6 separate regions of the Mus musculus genome follow, and regions 1, 2, 3, 4 and 5 are each linked to region 6. A link is a contact called in public HiChIP or PLAC-seq and promoter capture Hi-C data. All regions are on one chromosome and are shown on one strand. The core of a region is the stretch at or near the end of the contact, and the rest is flanking DNA. Distances in the headings are between cores, read along the strand shown. Region 1 has its middle 14 kb from the start of Cibar2. Region 2 holds the start of Mthfsd (methenyltetrahydrofolate synthetase domain containing). Region 3 has its middle 27 kb from the start of Gm32968. Region 4 has its middle 48 kb from the start of A330074K22Rik. Region 5 has its middle 19 kb from the start of Gm39264. Region 6 holds the start of 1190005I06Rik (RIKEN cDNA 1190005I06 gene).

What was found. Promoter capture Hi-C pulls out the DNA fragments that hold promoters and counts their contacts. HiChIP or PLAC-seq counts read pairs in DNA pulled down with a chosen protein or histone mark.
Region 1: an H3K4me3 HiChIP or PLAC-seq map of embryonic basal ganglia shows a contact between it and region 6, with 6 times the contacts expected there. The contact joins the enhancer-like site here to the promoter of 1190005I06Rik in region 6. A contact is called at or near these places in 11 of 39 promoter capture datasets (the 3T3-L1 cell line, the HPC-7 cell line, HPC-7-derived erythroid cells and 8 more), 1 of 484 Hi-C or Micro-C datasets (the G1E-ER4 cell line), 9 of 115 datasets of contacts at active chromatin or transcription factors (craniofacial prominence, embryonic basal ganglia, embryonic forebrain and 6 more) and 1 of 9 other capture datasets (embryonic stem cells).
Region 2: a FOXA1 HiChIP or PLAC-seq map of pancreatic cancer cells shows a contact between it and region 6. The contact joins the promoter of Mthfsd here to the promoter of 1190005I06Rik in region 6. A contact is called at or near these places in 3 of 39 promoter capture datasets (embryonic stem cells, hippocampal neurons and liver), 1 of 15 datasets of contacts at CTCF or cohesin (large pre-B cells), 1 of 484 Hi-C or Micro-C datasets (embryonic stem cells), 3 of 115 datasets of contacts at active chromatin or transcription factors (craniofacial prominence, large pre-B cells and pancreatic cancer cells) and 1 of 9 other capture datasets (adipose tissue).
Region 3: an H3K4me3 HiChIP or PLAC-seq map of forebrain shows a contact between it and region 6, with 3 times the contacts expected there. The contact joins the enhancer-like site here to the promoter of 1190005I06Rik in region 6. A contact is called at or near these places in 7 of 39 promoter capture datasets (the C10 cell line, the HPC-7 cell line, embryonic stem cells and 4 more), 2 of 15 datasets of contacts at CTCF or cohesin (the NIH/3T3 cell line and large pre-B cells), 11 of 115 datasets of contacts at active chromatin or transcription factors (double positive thymocytes, embryonic basal ganglia, embryonic forebrain and 5 more) and 2 of 9 other capture datasets (adipose tissue and embryonic stem cells).
Region 4: a contact with region 6 is called in an HNF4G HiChIP or PLAC-seq map of pancreatic cancer cells. The contact joins the enhancer-like site here to the promoter of 1190005I06Rik in region 6. A contact is called at or near these places in 2 of 39 promoter capture datasets (the C10 cell line and hippocampal neurons), 12 of 115 datasets of contacts at active chromatin or transcription factors (embryonic basal ganglia, embryonic forebrain, embryonic hindbrain and 7 more) and 1 of 9 other capture datasets (embryonic stem cells).
Region 5: a contact with region 6 is called in a promoter capture Hi-C map of embryonic stem cells, with 2.6 times the contacts expected there. The contact joins the enhancer-like site here to the promoter of 1190005I06Rik in region 6. A contact is called at or near these places in 4 of 39 promoter capture datasets (the C10 cell line, embryonic stem cells and hippocampal neurons), 5 of 115 datasets of contacts at active chromatin or transcription factors (the HPC-7 cell line, embryonic stem cells, pancreatic cancer cells and 1 more) and 1 of 9 other capture datasets (embryonic trunk).

What each region holds. Positions count from the first base shown.
Region 1 is chr8:120,189,971-120,192,670 of GRCm38.p6, forward strand. No RefSeq gene overlaps it. Among named protein-coding and RNA genes, the nearest start is that of Cibar2, 14 kb to the left of the region's middle. Within about 2 kb of position 1,346, at least 159 of the 459 cell types and tissues checked have an H3K27ac peak or open chromatin away from gene starts, as enhancers often do. A contact at or near this core is called in craniofacial prominence, embryonic basal ganglia, embryonic forebrain and 4 more, where this site is marked.
Region 2 is chr8:121,107,035-121,109,734 of GRCm38.p6, forward strand. It overlaps Mthfsd (methenyltetrahydrofolate synthetase domain containing), which reads right to left and starts at 1,303. Exons shown (of 9, transcript NM_001372381.1): 1 at 1,254-1,303. The coding sequence starts at 1,269.
Region 3 is chr8:120,299,397-120,302,096 of GRCm38.p6, forward strand. It overlaps a transcript of Gse1 not described here. Among named protein-coding and RNA genes, the nearest start is that of Gm32968, 27 kb to the right of the region's middle. Within about 2 kb of position 1,340, at least 129 of the 459 cell types and tissues checked have an H3K27ac peak or open chromatin away from gene starts, as enhancers often do. A contact at or near this core is called in the HPC-7 cell line, adipose tissue, double positive thymocytes and 2 more, where this site is marked.
Region 4 is chr8:120,275,252-120,277,951 of GRCm38.p6, forward strand. It overlaps a transcript of Gse1 not described here. Among named protein-coding and RNA genes, the nearest start is that of A330074K22Rik, 48 kb to the left of the region's middle. Within about 2 kb of position 1,355, at least 278 of the 459 cell types and tissues checked have an H3K27ac peak or open chromatin away from gene starts, as enhancers often do. A contact at or near this core is called in embryonic basal ganglia, embryonic stem cells and pancreatic cancer cells, where this site is marked.
Region 5 is chr8:120,362,915-120,365,614 of GRCm38.p6, forward strand. It overlaps a transcript of Gse1 not described here. Among named protein-coding and RNA genes, the nearest start is that of Gm39264, 19 kb to the left of the region's middle. Within about 2 kb of position 1,312, at least 97 of the 459 cell types and tissues checked have an H3K27ac peak or open chromatin away from gene starts, as enhancers often do. A contact at or near this core is called in the HPC-7 cell line and embryonic stem cells, where this site is marked.
Region 6 is chr8:120,632,960-120,635,659 of GRCm38.p6, forward strand. 1190005I06Rik (RIKEN cDNA 1190005I06 gene) reads right to left here and starts at 1,431. Exons shown (of 4, transcript NM_197988.3): 1 at 1,309-1,431. The coding sequence starts at 1,395. The region is part of intron 1 of Gm27021 (predicted gene, 27021); the gene reads right to left.

The DNA.
Region 1 (2,700 bases), core at 96-2,595, 440 kb before region 6:
GGGGAGACACAGGTGCAGCGGCCACATGGACAAAAGGGGTAAAAGGGTCTGGTGACCAGAATAGCTGGGGACATAGGGAAGAGCCACTGGGGGAAGGGCAGCCCAGCCCAGTTCAGGGTAGGGGGCAGGATATGACAGCCATACCCTGTAACAGATAGGGACTGACGGATGCTGGGAGAACCTAGCCACCAGGTCCGCTCCAATGTGTTCAATAGACACCTCGGTTAGCCATTCGCCCGGCTTTGAGACCTAACATCGGCCCACAGGGCTGTCATGAGGGGCAGGCATCAGGAAGAACTCCAAGTGCTTCACGCTGCGGAGAAAGAGGGTGAAGACCCAGAAAGGCCTGCCAAGGGCGGAGGGCCAGCATCTCCACCTCCTCCAAGGCCCAACCTTGGCTTGGACCTGCTTCCTATTTGAACTTGCAGTGGGCCTGCTCTCCTGTGATCCCCCTTCCAGACCCTCCTACCCAGGGAATAGACCTCAGGCTGCAGGGCCCGCTGGGAAGGACCCCTCGTGGGCTCCTGTTGTGGCCTCCCGCAGGTGCTAGGATTTCACGGCTCTTGGTGCTCAGAGCCACTGGGTGGCCCTATGAGTCGCTCTCTCCATTCCAGTGGCTGGGCCATCTGAGCCACCTGTCCTGGTCAGCGGTATCAACCCAGTTAGCCCTAGTATTACTCTAGTATTACTAGGGCACCAGACAGGCAGAGAGGAGCCCGAAGAATAGTAGTCTCCAATTGCTCTTCCCAGGTCTGATCCACCTGGGTTCACCTAGGGAAAGAAGAAAAAAAATAAAAATAAAAAATCTCAGGGACGGACACTGATTGGTTCTGTTTGAGTCACATGTGCACCTCTGTACCAATCATAGTTGCTTAGAGAATGGGGACTGCAATTGGCTGGAGATGGGCCTTATGTTTTCCCTTGTTGCTAGGGCACAGGGGCAGAATATTAGCTGGTCAACTGCCCAGAAGCTGAGGGCAGTTGGGGTGCAGTACTTGGTCAAGAATGCCACCTCCAAGTAAAGAGCAGGATTTGGGGTGCTGCTGACTCCCCAAGTCCAATGCATAGCCTTGCAGAGTTGGAGGGAGGCCAGGCCAGGGGAAGGGGTCCTGCACTACTTCCAGGAGGGGGCGTAGACACTCTTGTGTACCCCCAGCCCTGTCACCAGAGCGCATGTTGCAGCCATCTGGCCAGCCTGCTGCTGGGGGTCCCCTCCCGGAGCCCTGCTGCTGACAGGAACCAGCGCCTTTTACAGCCGCCAGCGCATCTGGGAACGCTCTGGCCTCCGGGCTGGAGCCGAGTCCCAGCCACGCCGGGGAGCAGCCCCCACTCCGGCACCCACGTGACAGCCCGCTGGACGCCGGCCACCACCGTTGTGTAACCAGCCTTGTCCAGGAGAGAGGCGAGGCTGCGGGGCATGCCTCCAGCTGGGGCTGCCGCCAGGTCCCCAGCAGGCCTGGGGTGGCTGGGGACACCCGGGGCAAGGGCACTGCCCCCTCCTTTCTATGCTTTTCTTAGCCCCCCCCCCCCCAGTCTTCCTGCCTTTTCTCTCACACTGTTTCTTCTCTGGACCCATCTCTCTCCTTTCCCACCACTTCCCTCTTCTTCCTCTTCCTTTCCTCCCTCATTCTTAATTTTCCCCTCTCCAACTCCAGGAGCCCTCATTCCAGGGTCCCCATGGAGGTAGGGGCCTGAATACAATACAGGCCTCTCCAAAGACCCCATATCTACTTCGGAGGACAAGGACTGGGAAGTGGCTGTGACCCACCCCCAGCCCCCATCCCCAGCAACTCCACACCACATCACACACTCTCACGAGCCTTTTAAGGACAATACCAGCTCGGTGGCAGGCATCCAGCTTTGGTCCCAGACCTCTTTGGGGATAGGGATCATGGGCGTTTGCTGTCAGGGTAAAATGGGATAGAAGGGGTTTCCTAGGCCTCAAGCTGTGGGCTATAACAGCCCCTCCCTCCAGCTCCTGCCTGCGATTCACCATAGGGATCTGGGACTGGAGACTTCTGTCCACCCTATGGTTCTTCTGCCTATGGTTCCCTCCTCCATCCACTCGGCCCTGTAAGGAGCAGATCAGTGCTCCAGTCAGCAAGAAGGGCATGTACAAAGGCCCTGGGGCACAGAACAACTTGGTGGACTCATGGATCTAAAAAACCCTTCTGGCCTCAGTGAGGAGGCCCAAAGGGCATGGAAGGATGGTATCTGGGCATGGTGATGGGGAAGGGACTCTGTGGGCTGAAGCAGGAGCATGCCAAAGGTGCCTTTCTCATTGTCTACTGGGTCACATGGGACAGGCAGAGCAGAGCGCAGAGAAGGACTGTGGTTGCTGAGGCGGGAGGGGATGGTGCTGTGGGTGGACTTATGGGAGGAGAGATGAAAAATAGGGGAGAGAGGGTGCTCCCAGCAGGGCTGTGTGCAGCGATGTAACACCTCCAGGGACCTCGAAGACCGGGTTCCCTTGGCTCAAGTGAGGAGTTGCAGGGTAGGGCTGTGGTGTGACTAGAGTCTGAGGAGTGGAGGACTTTGGGGTCCCTGAAATTCTGGAAGGTATGAGTTCTGGCTGCTGGTACCAAGAACAGTGGGGGACACAGTCTGGAAAGAGGCTCTGTGTTATTAGACGCGTTCTCACGACCGGCCAGGAAAGACGCAACAAACCAGAATCTTCTGCGGCAAAGCTTTATTGCTTAC
Region 2 (2,700 bases), core at 53-2,552, 470 kb after region 6:
ATCTATACCTGCCACTGTGACACCACTTGCATAGGAATTTGCGACCGAGTCAGACCAGCTTAAGATAACCAAAAGTATTAGTTTTCCCTCGAGCTCCCTGGCCAGTTGAGAGAAGCACCTTCATTTCTGCTAGGAAGCTGGAACACACTGAAACCAACTGTAAATCAATCTGTAGTCTTTCCTCGGCAGTGCTAGGGGTTCCTGCATCCCAGGCAAGCTCTCTACGAGTGAGCTACACACCTTTTTGAGGCAGGGTGTCTCTCTGATCAAAATGGGGCTTGAACCTTTAAGTGCTCTTCCTTCAGCCCCCAAATAGTGAGGTTACGGGTGTGCCACCAGGTCTGGCTAGAAGGTCATCTTTTGAACTAGTTAGTGATCCAGTGGGTCACACCTGGGGCTTTAAGTGTGCTAAGCAAGAACACTATCACTGAGCCACACTCCCAACATGTCCTTTAAACTGTTAAATCTTACAAATGACCTTACAAACCTCACAAGGCAGGCGTATAGAAAGTACATTTGTCTTCCTTGATATTTATAGCTGGTGCAAGCCTTTAATCCGAGCTCTTGGGAGGCAGAGGCGCTCTAAATCTCTAAATTTTGAGGCCAGCCTGAAATACAGAGTGAATTCTAGGGCAGCCAGGATTACACAGAGGAACCCTGACTCGAAGAAAACAAAACAAAACAAAGCACAAAGATGTATTTATTGTATATGTGCACCGCCAGCAACCGAACCGGCGGGGTGTGCATGCAGGTGCGGGAGGGCACTGGGTCCCTTCCCGTGGAACTGGACTTGTGAGTCACCGCATAGGCTTGCTGGGCCTTTCTCCCTCCTCTCTTCTCCACCTCCCTCCCTTCCTCTCCCGCTCGCTCTCCTCTTTCACTTCTCTCCTCTCTCTCCCTTCCTCCCTCTCTCTCCTGCTGGTATCACAGCGTTTGCACCAGCAGACCCCACTGACCAGCAATGGTTGCCTTCCCTACTTTCGCGGCCGGTGCACTTGTCGAGAACGCTTTGCAGCGCGGGCCGGGTGCCTGCTGGGCGAGTGCTCGCCGCCGCTGCGCGACCTCCCCAGCCTGGCTGGCTAAAACCTGTCCAGCCAAGCAAGGCGAGGATGGGACTGATCCTCCCTCCCGGCTGCCAGCCTCGGCGTCCCAGCCGTACCAGGCCGAGCCGCGTCCTCCCCCACGCATGCGGACCACGGGAACAACCGCGCCGTCCCAGCCTCGGTTTCCCCATCACCCTCGGTCTTCCTCACCCTCCTGGGTCTCCATGGCTAACACGTCACCGAGCGACGCCCCGTAGCATGTCCCCGCGCGCTAGTGACGCCAGACGCCAGCGCTTCGTGCTGCACCTGCGCACTGAAGCTAGTGACCCGCAAGGTTCGCGCACGCGCGGTTGGTGCAGTGGGCGGACTCCCGTTCTGGGTTTGGGGTTCCCTGCAGTAGTAGCACCGACGCATTAGAGGACCAGAGGTCACCGCTGGAACTGCCTTGCAACGCGGATGCCCAGGATTTCCCGAGACACACACGCACACAACACGCATACATTTATACCGTATGGAACATATAACACTCTAGGGCGGACGAGATGGTTCAGCGAGATAAAGGCGCTTGTTGCTAAGCCTGACAACTTGAGTTCGATTCTCAGGACCCACACAGGGTAAAAGGAGAAAAATGACTCCCGAAAGTTGTCTTTTGAGCTTCACAAGCTCTGTGTGTGTGTGTGCGAGTATGTATAGTACCTATAGAAACATCCCTTGAAATTCAAGGTTAACAAGGAAACCTGTTTATAGGAGTGGATCTAGGGTTTCCAACTTTCTTTTCTGTACCATGAATTGTACCAGGAACACGTGGTTAGACATAAAAATAAAGACTGTTTATAAAGGAAAGGCACTCCTGAAATGAAGAGGGTTGTAAGTCAGGGACAGCTTGGTCGATTTTGTGTGTGTGTGTGTGTGTGTGTGTGTGTGTGTGTTCCCAATGCTTGTAGTCAGCATACTGTGCATTTGGAGCATCTGTTGGGCTAAGGATGTACAAGTCTGCACTGGCCACTCAGCTCCACACATCCTAGCCTCTGATTGGGGGATGTGAGGGCAGCTATTGTCTGATTGGGGGATGTAAGGGCAGCTAGTGTCTGTTTTGCAGCTTTGCCTTTGCACCTTGAACAGACAAGGCTTCCCTGAACTGCCCTGTACCTGAGAAAGGTGGCGTCATGGGTGCCATCTTCACGGATTCCCCGGTTGGTTAGAGATTGTTAGCACTCAGTCCTTCCTGCCCACTAATCACCAAAATGATTAGTACACTTTTTTTTTTTTTTTTTTTGAGACAGGGTCTGACTATGCAGCCCTGGCTGGCCTTGAAACCACAGACCCACTTGTCTCTTCTCCCAAGGGCTGTGAAGTTGTGAGCCACCATGCCTGGCTAATGTTTGCCTTTCCTGCCCTTCCCCAACCCCAGCTTCCTTTTTCTCTTCCTCTTCCTCCCTCATTTCTTCCTTTCTTCTGTCTCTTCCTGTTCCTTTAGGTGTTTTGAGACAGGGTTGTACTCTGTCCTGACCTTGAACTCACAATCCTCCTGCCTCAACCTCCCAAACTCCCATGTGCTAGGAGTACAGCCCAGTGTCACCGCACCTCAGCTTGCATGTTCTTGCGTGTGTGTGTGTGTGTGTGTGTGTGTGTGTGTGTGTGTGTGTGTTTTGGAGTC
Region 3 (2,700 bases), core at 90-2,589, 330 kb before region 6:
GACTCTGGGAACGGGAGGGTCACAGCCCTTTCCGAGACAGTGGGAGGGGATGCCAGTGTCCATTCACAGAGGGTGCATAAGAAGGTGTCTATGCACTCACTGGGTGCTCACCTGGCTATGAGGAGACTTGTGTGGGTGCACCCCAAAGCATGATGGGAGAGATTGAAGCTTGATACACCCACAAGCCATAGGATGACCATGGGCATGAAGTGCAGCTGAGCAGGAGCAGGGGAAACTAAGAGGTGCAGAGTTTCTTCCTAGGGCTGTGAGAACGTTCTAGAATAGACAGAGGTAGTGGTTATGGGACTGACCGTGTACTCTGTATCTCTAGACTGACCAGCATGACCCGGGGTGTGTTTCACCACACCATGGAAAGAGTTGACGATGGGCGGGGCTGGGGAATGGGTCAGTTAGGAAAGTGCTCCCTTAAATATGAGAACCAGAGTTGGATTCCCAGCACCCACGTGGTGACTCACAACAGTCTCTTAACAGGTCCAGGGGATCTGTCACCCTCTTCTGGCCTCTGTGGGCCCTGTACACACATGGTTCACAGACATACATGCAGGCAAACCATACACATAAGTTAATAAACCAAGTTAATATATACCTGTATATATAATATATTATATATGTATATAATATATGATATACATGTATAATTCATAATATACTTTATATTATATAATATATATTTTATATATCATGTTATATATAACATATAGTATATATCATATATCATATATTATATATATGTACAGTAGTAGCATGCATCTAACTTTGGGGGTGTGGAGGCAGGAGCCTGGTGCTCACTGGCAAGCTAGCTTAGCTGTATCAGTGAACCTCTGGGTCAGTGAGAGACCCTGTCTCAAAACGCCAGATGGCAAAGTGATTGAGGAGGACACCTGACAATGACTCCTGGCTTCTCCATGCATGTGTACCTGTGTCTTACATCAGCGTGAACATGAACAGAGACAGGAGAGGAGGGAAGCATGCTGGCTTGCTCAGTGTGCTCCAGTAGAGGTTGCTGCAAGTCCTCCCTCTAAGATCTGGTGCAGCTTGCTCTGCAACTCAGGGCTCTAATAGCCACACTTGGCTCCGTAGGAGGGACCCTCTCAGTAGCGTGATGCGTGCCAGGTGTGTCATCCCTGATGTCTAGCATCCCTCACGGACGAGCCTCAGTCATGCTAACAGGTGCCTGCTGTCCTCTCACAGAGAATGGGGCTGATTCAAGGAGACCGCTGTTGTAATCTTCCCAGCTCCGGCTCCTCCTCTGCTCTGTGGGTGGTGGAAGGACTCTGTGGCCTCCCGCCAGCAGCCTTCAGGCACACAGCGTCCTACCATAGCTTCCTGCAGCCTGTGCCCCTGCAGGGCAGCTGTCGACTGGAGCAGTCACAGCTCTACTGTTGGCAGCCGAGTATGCTGTAGGAGACCGAAGGCAGTAGCAGGAGCTGAGGCTCCGTGCAAAGGAGGGTTCAGGTCTCACCGCCAGGGTGCTCAGTGGAGGCCTAAGGTCAAATCCCAGAAGTCTGTCATTGGTGTTGGACGCCTGGGGGGGCTGAACAGCAGTTCTTAAAGATCCAGCCTCAAGCCCAAAGCCCTGACCCAGGTACAAGCTGGGCAAGGTTGAAACAGGTGCCACGCCCCATGCTTCCAGCAGATGGCGCTCTCACCCTGGGAAGGGCGCTTGCCTGGGGAGGTCAGGGTGGAGAGAGCTGCTGGTTGTGCCCCCTTTATTCTTTCATGGCAGGTTTGGTGACTTGTGGCAGAGCCTGAGAGTGTTGTTCTTATGTACTTGGGCCTTGGGATTCCATCCTACCCATGACATCCTTGGGTGCCAATCATGTTAACACAGTGGGTTCTGGGTGTACAGCCAAGCCATGGAGAAAGGGGGGGGGGGGTTCCTAGTGGGTTCCTTGGTGAGCTTGCCATTTCTAAGTTGTAGATGGGTAAACCAGAGAGGTACATTCACTTGCCTGAGGCTACACAGCTGAGATTACAACCCTAGCTTGCTGGGCAACTGGAGGACCTTGCAACTCCTGGGTTTTGCTGGGAGCTGGCTCTATGCTGTTTGAACACTCTGAGGAGAGTTCCATGTCTAATCTCCAGGGCTGGCACCACTGAAGTGGGGGAAATGGAGACACAGGGACTTTGGTATTGTGCCCTGGGATTGTCAATGATACTATACAGTAGACAGGAAACTAGGCTCAAACCAGGCCAGGTCAAAGTCATGATCCCATTTTATACATGTGACTTAGGTAATTTGTGCCCTTGGCCTGGCTGAAGTGTGGTATTTGAAGCCCTGTCACCAAGTGTTTGTTTTTTGTTTGTGGGTTTGGTTTTGGTTTGAGACAGGGTTTCTCTGTAGCCCTGGCTATCCTGGAACTCTAGACCAGGCTGGTCTTGAACTCAGAGATCTACCTGCCTCTTCCTCCCAAGTGCTGGGATTAAAGGTGTGAGCCACCATTGCCCAGCTTCTTTGTGGGTTTCTGTACTTACTTTGATTAGTGTTGAGGAAAAAAACATTGGATTTAATACTGCAGGGTTTTGTTTTGTTTTGTTTTGTTTTTTTAAAGCCATTTGAGCTGGATGTAGAGCTGGACGAGGCAGAAGCAGGTGGGTCTCTGGTTATATAACAAGTCACAGGACAGTCAGAACTACATGGAGAATTTACTTATCTCAAAATAAAAGAAAATATAAGTA
Region 4 (2,700 bases), core at 105-2,604, 360 kb before region 6:
AGGGACTTGGGATAATGAATGGCCTTGGAAAGAGGCCCACCTGCATCAGACACTCCTGGCAGGTTCTGTACTTGGCGTCTGCCTGGCTCCTGGCAGAGGAGGCCAGGTGAAGGGCTGGGGAGACCCGGGACACTCCAGGCTTCTCCTCCCCTCCCCTCCTCTCCCCTCCACGCATGGCTGGGACCACAGGTGTGGCCTGGAAGGTGACCTCTCCAACATAACTGTCCATAGCCAGCCCCATCCTAGGGACTGATAAACACTGCGTCTAGATCCCTTCACCCCTTGACTAATAGAATAGTAGCCAGACCAGGGCCAGAGCATCCGCCTTTCACCTTGGTGGAGGGGGCCTGATGGTGGTGGCTTCCAGCTGCACTTGCAAGAACCCCTTGTGTTCAGGAGGGTGCTCACCGGCTGTCTTTCCGCCTGTGTTTGCCCTCAGGTGTTCTTACTCCCTGCTCTTGTTTGCTTTGTGGTCTTAGGCAAGTCACCAAACCTCTCTGGTCTCTCCCCAGAATGATCCTTTCTTACCAGTGTAGGGACCTCTCTGAGCCCCTCCCATGCCCAGGCACCAGCAGCCGTGGGGTGGGGGCTCTCAGCTTCCTGGGAAGTTTAGAAATGTGGGTGTCTGTGCCGTCACTATCGGAACTGTTCTGTAGCTTGTACAGGAAGGACTGGAAACTGCATGATAGCGACCGGGGAAACTGAGGCCTGGGCCTAGCGCCCTGAATGTTCCTCCTTTACAGAATCCTGGGGCCGGGCCAGCAATGAAGCATGACCCCTAAGCTGTTGGCTCCGCTTGCCCTTGACCCTGAGAGGGGATGGGAGAGGCTGAAGATGCCAGCCCCGCCCCCCTTCGCAGCTGCCTCGGAGGCCTGGAGCCTGGCGTCTGGACCGGGGAGGCCCCAGAGCCACTGCAAATCTGGTCCAGCTGGGGGATTAGAGGCATCTGGCTCGGTTACACCAGAGAAACAAAGGCGGCTGCAGCCTTTATCTAGGGGAAGTGGGGGGTTGCCCGTGTGCCTTGCGGGGGACCTAGACAGACCTCGGACATGGACCCAGCTGGCCCCATGCACCCCAGGTCCCCAAGAGGTAACCGCATACCTCTGGAAGGGGGCGTGCAAGGAGAGGTGGGGACAGGATGGGGCCTCTGCTCGCAGCTGGCTCTGCTGGAAGAACAGGGACACCCCCACCTCCCCAGGCCAGGAAACATCCAATAAAACAGTCTTCATCGGCCCACCCCGCCCTCCAGATTGCAAAGGGCGTGGTCTTGAGAGAGGAGGGGCGTGGTCCCACAGCAGCCAAGGCCAAGGCCGTGGGGTGCGGTTCTGGGCGTGGGCAGCCCCCTGGCCCTCTCCCAGACCACGCCCCGACCACGCCTCTTCCCCAGCGCGGTGCCAGGCGTTGAGGCGCCGCCGGTGCGCGGCTTGCTGGAGCCAGGCGCTGACCTTATTAGCGCGGGGCAGCTGCTTGTGAGGCACATCTGGCGGCGCTGGCCTGGCGCTACCTTCCAGGAATGCTGGCAGCATCTGGGGCCGCCGGCGCCCCCTCCGGCGCCGGCCCGGGCCGCGGCCCCCGGATTTCCCGGCCCCTCCCGGCTCCTCCTGGCCTGGGGCCTGCCAGGGGCTGGGCCTGTAAGAGGGCTACTCTCCCTGGATGTTGCGAGACTCCCCCACCCCCGCGAACCCCGTAGCAGATAGTGGGGAAACTGAGGCTTGAGAGGGAGACAGTGCCTGATCCGTGGCTTGTTGTCACCCGCATATCCTATGCGTGGCTCTTTGAGGACATGTTCTGGCCCAGGGCGGAGCAATGATGAAGAAAGGAAGAAGCGTGACCCACACCCACCAACTGCTCCTGGGACTCTGGAGGCCACCATCTGTGTTCCTGGACCAGACCCTGTTCCTTCCTAGCTTTATGACTTGGCCCTGTGAGCTCACTGAGCCCAGACCCTGTCCCTTCCTAGCTGTGTGACCTGGTTCTGTGATCTTACCTCCCAGGGTCTTGAAGCGTCACTGGTTGGGTGAGAACCGAGTGCAGCTTACAAGCTGCACAGGGGGCGCTCACAGCCACGTGTGGAGGCCAGGGCTTTGGGCCAGGCAAGACGAGCGAGCAAGACAGCTACAGTGTTTCAGATCAGAGATCCCACGAGTACCCAGACCTGGGTCAGGGAGCCCCACAGCGCTTAGTCACCAGAACCACTTGTGGAAGCCAAAACTTTGGGGTGGGACAGCGGAATACTTGAAGGTTCGGGAGAAGATTTGCTGAGGAGAGTTCAGGCTCTTTGAGCCTTGAGACCCCAAGGGAGCGACTACCCTGTAACTTTAACTATGCAGTACTGAGATCTGGAATACTGAGAGTCCCCTACTCCTTGGGGATCCTGAAGTGTCTCTTCCCTCCTCCTGACAGACTTTTCTGGAGACAGCTTGAAAGAGCAGTCACTAGGCCCTGGGAAGAGGGGGCAGAAGACCTGGTTCCAAGTCGAGGAATAGCGAAGCTGGTGCGGCCCGCTGCACACTGTAGGGCTGCCTCTGAGGCTGGAGGGTGGATGAGGCTGGACTCCTAGGAAGGGAGTTGGGAAAGAACACTAAGTTGTTCAAATGCTCGCCTGTAAGGGCAGGAGTGTTATGTTTGAAGTACCGGGGAGCCATCACAATTGAGGAAATCAAGAATGGGGGTCAGTGGTCTGTCCACTTCTCCAACCCA
Region 5 (2,700 bases), core at 62-2,561, 270 kb before region 6:
CTCCCTGAGTCTCCACACAAGCACGTAAACACACACAAAGACTATGCTCGGAGCCACTGAAGTGACTTTTGTGGGCCCTGTGGGTGAAGAGTCATGGGGCCCTAGGGAGACAATGTTATAACTAGCCTGGCCCACCCTCCTGAAGGCCACATATGTGTGACACTTTCCCTGTGTCCTCGGGGGCTTATTCCGTTCAGCTTTTAGTAGTTGCTCACGGGGTTGTAGCCTCTCTCTTCAGCTTCATTCCCATCTGGAAATGTTGTTCCTTCCAATTTGTGGGTCTCTTACCTCCGTGTGTGTGTGTGTGTGTGTGTGTGTGTGTGTGTCTGTGTGTGTCTGTGTGATGCTGGCTGGCCTAGGCGGGCGGGGTGGGGTGTGGGGGACTCGCAAGCTTTCACTGGGTGAATGGGAGCTGGGGTCTGTGCGGCAGTGGATGGAGGAAATTAGAGCCCAGGTATGTGCATCCAAGTGGCTTCTTATCCAACTCTAGAGCCTTCCTTCTCTCCTCAGGGCATGGTCCAGTCAGCACATGTTTTGTACAGGAGCTCTGAGGGTTGAGTGAATTTATTTCAAACACCTGGTGAGGGAGCTATAAGAAGAGCTGCAGAGATGGCCAAGTGTTGAAGGGCACTGGCTGCTCTTCTTGCAAAGGGCCAGGGTTCAAATCCCAGCACCCACATTTAGATAGTGTCCAGCCTCAAGTCACTCCAGCCCAGGGAACCTGGCGCCCTCTCCTGGCTTTCAGAGGGACTGCACAAAGGTGGTGCACTTCCACACAGGCAAAACACTCTCGCCTAAGAAATAAAAACAAACAAATCTTACAAGCAAAACAAAACCAGAAGAAGCAATGCCTTTAGGAAACAGAGGACCCAGCCTTGGTCATGGCTCGGCCAAGGGCACTCAAGGTCACAGCTGAGCTTGTGCCCTGGAGGATGTTCCTGGGAGCAAACACTTGTGTGAGTCTGGGAACGGCCTTCTTCCCGTCACACCGGTTTCCTGTGGTTGCTGTCACATGTCACCTGGAACTTAGTGGCTCCAAACGTGCCTCTTCCTTTTAGGTTAGAGGTCAGAGCTCTCGGCTGGGTTCCAGGCTAAGGCCTCACAGGCTGCTTCCTCCTTAGTGTGTAAGATCTGCCTCGCGCTTGCCCCAGCTTCTGAAAGCCTCAGCTGTCCTTGGCCTGTGGCCCCTTCCTCGTGTTTCTCCTTTCTCTCCCATTGTACCCCTCCCCAGCTGGAATAACCCTGAGACCCCAACACACCCAACTGGCTTATCTAACCTCTCCTTCTGCCTAGGGTTTAATGTCCCAGCTACAGCCACAAGAGGTCCACTTTGCCCTGTGAGGTGGCTCTTTGTTCACAGCTGCAGGAGGAGGTGGTGTCTCATAGAGCCTGCTGGTTGGCGGTCCGTTCCAGTCAGCCTGACTGGGCTGACTATGTCTTTGGTACGGGGTCCCTAGTGTCAGTGAAAGGGGCGGAGTGGACAGGAAGTGTGTCTCTATTCAGGCAGTTGCAGGACAGTGGGGTCACTCCAGAACTCAGGGGTGTGGTGGGCCAGCCTTGTAAGCTGCTGAGTAAGGACAGCCTGCATTTGGACCCCCAAATTCCCCTCTCTTTGCTGAGCAGGTCAGGGGTCAGGATGGTTTCCTGCCCCTCCCGGACAGAAGCTGTGGATGTAGTTTGTCACTGGCCCAGAAGGGGGCGCAACCCAGCAGAGCCAGAAACAGAAGCCTGGAGTGGGTGGGGTTAGCCCCAGGAACCAGGTTCTGCCCCTTCCCCTCCCCTGGGTACCTTGGAGACAGCAGGCAGATCACCCTGGTCCCCACCTCCAAATGCATCCAGAACATAGATCTGCCTAGAACTTTCCCCTGGAACCCCCAAACACTGCCAAAGCTGAGGGCACCTGGAGTGCTCTCTTTCCCCCAAATGCATCAAGATGGACACCAAGAAGAGCAAGCCACAGGGGAAGCACCATGTGACTGGGGACTTTAGAGAGAAGGGAATTCAGAATGGAGACCCTACCAGCTGAATAGGGCAGAGAAGAAGTTCTCTGGGGAGAGACCCGAGACCCTTGACTCAGAAATGCTGGAGCCTCCTGTCCCTCCTCCCTCCCAGTGGCCTGTGTCCCTTGCATCTACAACCCCCACCCCCAAGCAAAGAGCACTGACTAGGCTCTGAAACCCACAGCCCACCTCAGCCTCTGAGAGCCCACCACTTGCCTGGCCTTCTGTGCCGTGGAGCCTCCTCTTGTGGAGCCTCTTCTCCTTTCTCGTCTGAGCCTCCTCCTCCTCCTCCCTGTGTCCCACGCATACGCACATCCTTTCCCAGCACCCCAGCCTTGACTGTGTCTCTTTGACCTTTGACCTTTGTGTTGACCCCCCTTGTGGTGCCAAATTCCTACAGGAATGAGGGCTGTCAGGGTGACCCCTCTGTGTCTTAGGGCATAGCCTTCCTCCTCTGTGCACAAAATGTCTTGGTCAGCTGAGCCTGCCAGGAGAACACGAGGCAGAGAAATCAGGACTATAGGGAAATAGCTGTCACCTCCGAGGGCCTGGTCCCCACAGAAGCCATAGTGGCAGTGCCAGGCAGGACGCTGGGGAGCAGGAGGAAGCCTGCCTTGCCTTGCTGGGCTGAAGCTTGTACGCAGCTCCGAGTGTGGACCTAGCTCATAAAGGAGCTTAGTAGGGTTGAGAGAGGTGGATG
Region 6 (2,700 bases), core at 181-2,680:
GCCATTTCCTGCTGCCTTAGGGCTAACACCTGGACTTATCACCCTTCCTGCCTCAGTTTCCCGCCTCTAAAATGGGGACAAGAGGCAACTTTGGTTAGAGGGTTGTGTGAGTGTGAAGACAGCCAGCTCAGGAGCAGGTCTGGCACAGGCCAACTGCTGGCTAAGCACTCACATCTCCGCGTCCTCAGCCCAGGAGGACGAGTTGCTTTGTAAGTGACCTACACCTCCCTAGGGGACGCACACTCCGGCCTGGTGTGTGCCCACCAGCTGAGGCCTTCCAGGGACAGATTAGACACAGCTTTCCACGGCCTTGGGGCTGGTGGAGGGATTAAGTCTTTCCATAAATATACAGCCTTTCTCCTGTGCAGAGGACCCGGACCTGAGGGAGGGGGGACCACGAAGGGGACCAAGCTACATTGTGTCCTGACTAGGAAAGGGATCTGGATAGGCAAGAGGTGCTTTCAGCTGCTAGCACAACCAGAGAGGTGTCTCAGGCTGGAGAGAGACATCAGAATCTGCCACACAGGAGAAGCCGTCTGGGACTCAGTTTCCTTGTCTGTAAAACAGGGCGTGTTCTAACATTTCTCTACTCTCTCGGGAACGACTCCTACATTGCGCTGCACCGTTCTCTTGGCAAAGGCCAGAAGTCCTTCCTGCCCTCAGAGTCCCCAAGGGGAGCTGCGGGTCCTCTTTTTAATAAGCGCCCTCCCCAGATCTGCCAGGGCCAGCCCTGCCAAGAGAAGTGCCTGCTTCGAGCGGGTCGCCCTTTGCGGTCGCGAAGCTGCTTTGATGTACTGGGCGCCCCTAAGCGAGGCAGCTCATCAATAATACATTGGAAACACTTGGTGGAGGGAAGCGGTTCCTCCCGAGGCCTCCTGCCCCCACCTTGCCCGACTGCTCGGCAACCTGACAACCCAGCCGGGTGCAAAGAGGGGCCTGAGGCTGCCACGCGCGGGACACGCCCCCGCCCGATGTCAGACACGCGGCCAGAGGAGGCCGAGCTGATCAGCGAAGTCTGCAGGAAGTTGTGGGACGCCAGGGTCCAAAGGGTCCCCCATCACTCTGGAGTCCCCACCACCTTGGGGTCTCCACAGGCCACCCCTCCCCCGTCTCCACCCCACCCCATGCTCCCTACCCTCCCGGGTTCCCCAACCCGGGTCTCCACCGTCTCGGATTCCCCACCTCGGGGTCCCCTTGGTCCCAGATCTCCACGATCCTGGGGTCCCTCGTCCTGGGTCCCTATCCCAGGTCGCCAAAACCCAGGTCCCGGTGCGTCCGCCGTGGCGCGCACGGCGCGCGCACACTCACCGCTTCCTGGGGCGCGCTGGGCGCGGACGCTGGCGGCCGTGAGGGACACCAGGCGACGCGCTTGCAGCCGTGGGCCGCGGGGGTCATGGCCCGGCCTGCTCTGCCTGCAGCCGCGCTTGCCTCGGCCCCCGCCCGGCACCTGGAGGGCGGCGCCGCCCGGGCCGCTCCGCCCCGCAGCCCGCCCAGGGCTCAGCCACAACCCCTGCCGCCGCGCCTCCCTGCCCGCCTCCCCCACCGCAGCCGCGCTCCCGGCACCGGGCAAAGTTTGGGCATCGGCCGGCTGTCCCCGGTTCTGTGGAAGGAAATGGGGAGCCCGGCTCCGCCTCCTGTGCAGAGACGCAGAGGTAACGCCCCCGGCTCGTCGCTGCAGTTGGGAGGTTCAGGTGGCATTGTGACTCCCGGGCTTCCCCGCTGCTGGGTTCTGGCATTTTGACTGGCCACGTGCCCCCGCCTGTCACAGCTGGCAGAGGACCTGAGGGTGAAGACTCAGAGGCCTCGGGCTGCCGCCTCCCCACTCCCTATATCATGATTACTTTTGTATTATTTGAGATAGGGCCTCTTGTAGCCCACACAAGGCTGCCCTTGAACCCCTGATCCTCTGACCTCTATCTCCTAAGTGCTAGGATTACAAGCTTGGGGCCAATGCCTAGCCACCTTTATTTTTATGTTTTTGATGTCATGGCTTCCCCGTACCCCTCCTCCATACATCCAGCAAGTATCCACCACTGAGCCATACACCCACACCCTTTCAATACCCAGGTGTGGCTTCCAGCCCTGTCTCTTTTTCTTTTCTTTTCTTTTCTTTTTTTGGTTTTTCGAGACAGAGTTTCTCTGTATAGCCCTGGCTGTCCTGGAACTCACTTTGAAGACCAGGCTGGCTTCGAACTCAGAAATCTGCCTGCCTCTGCCTCCCGAGTGCTGGCCAGCCCTGTATCTTAATGGTTCTCTCATGGGACCCTCCTCAATGCCCCACGCACCTGCCTAGATCAATTCTTTGTCGCAAGTCTGTAGCGTGTGGCCACTCTACCAGCCTCAGGTCTCCGTACCCCCGGGCTGTGTATGTTTCTAATGACTATAAGGGGAAACTGAGTCCAGGGCAGGAAAGTGGAATTCCTGCGGTGGATACACAGGTACGATCCTACTATGAACCATCACTAAAGAAAAATGCAGTGACATTTCAGACCCTGGCTTTGTTAAGGCCACAGGGATAGGAGATGGATCAAATATTCTTCAGAATTCCAGCAGAAGTGGGTAGGATAGCCCATGTCCCACCTTCCCCAGGCAACATGGGGCCTGCCCTGGCTTGAGCCCCCAGGTCCTCGTGTGAAGTGGGCATTCCTGGGCCAGCACTTTGTGCCTGCCTGCCATGTCTGTCTCCAGGCATGAACCAGG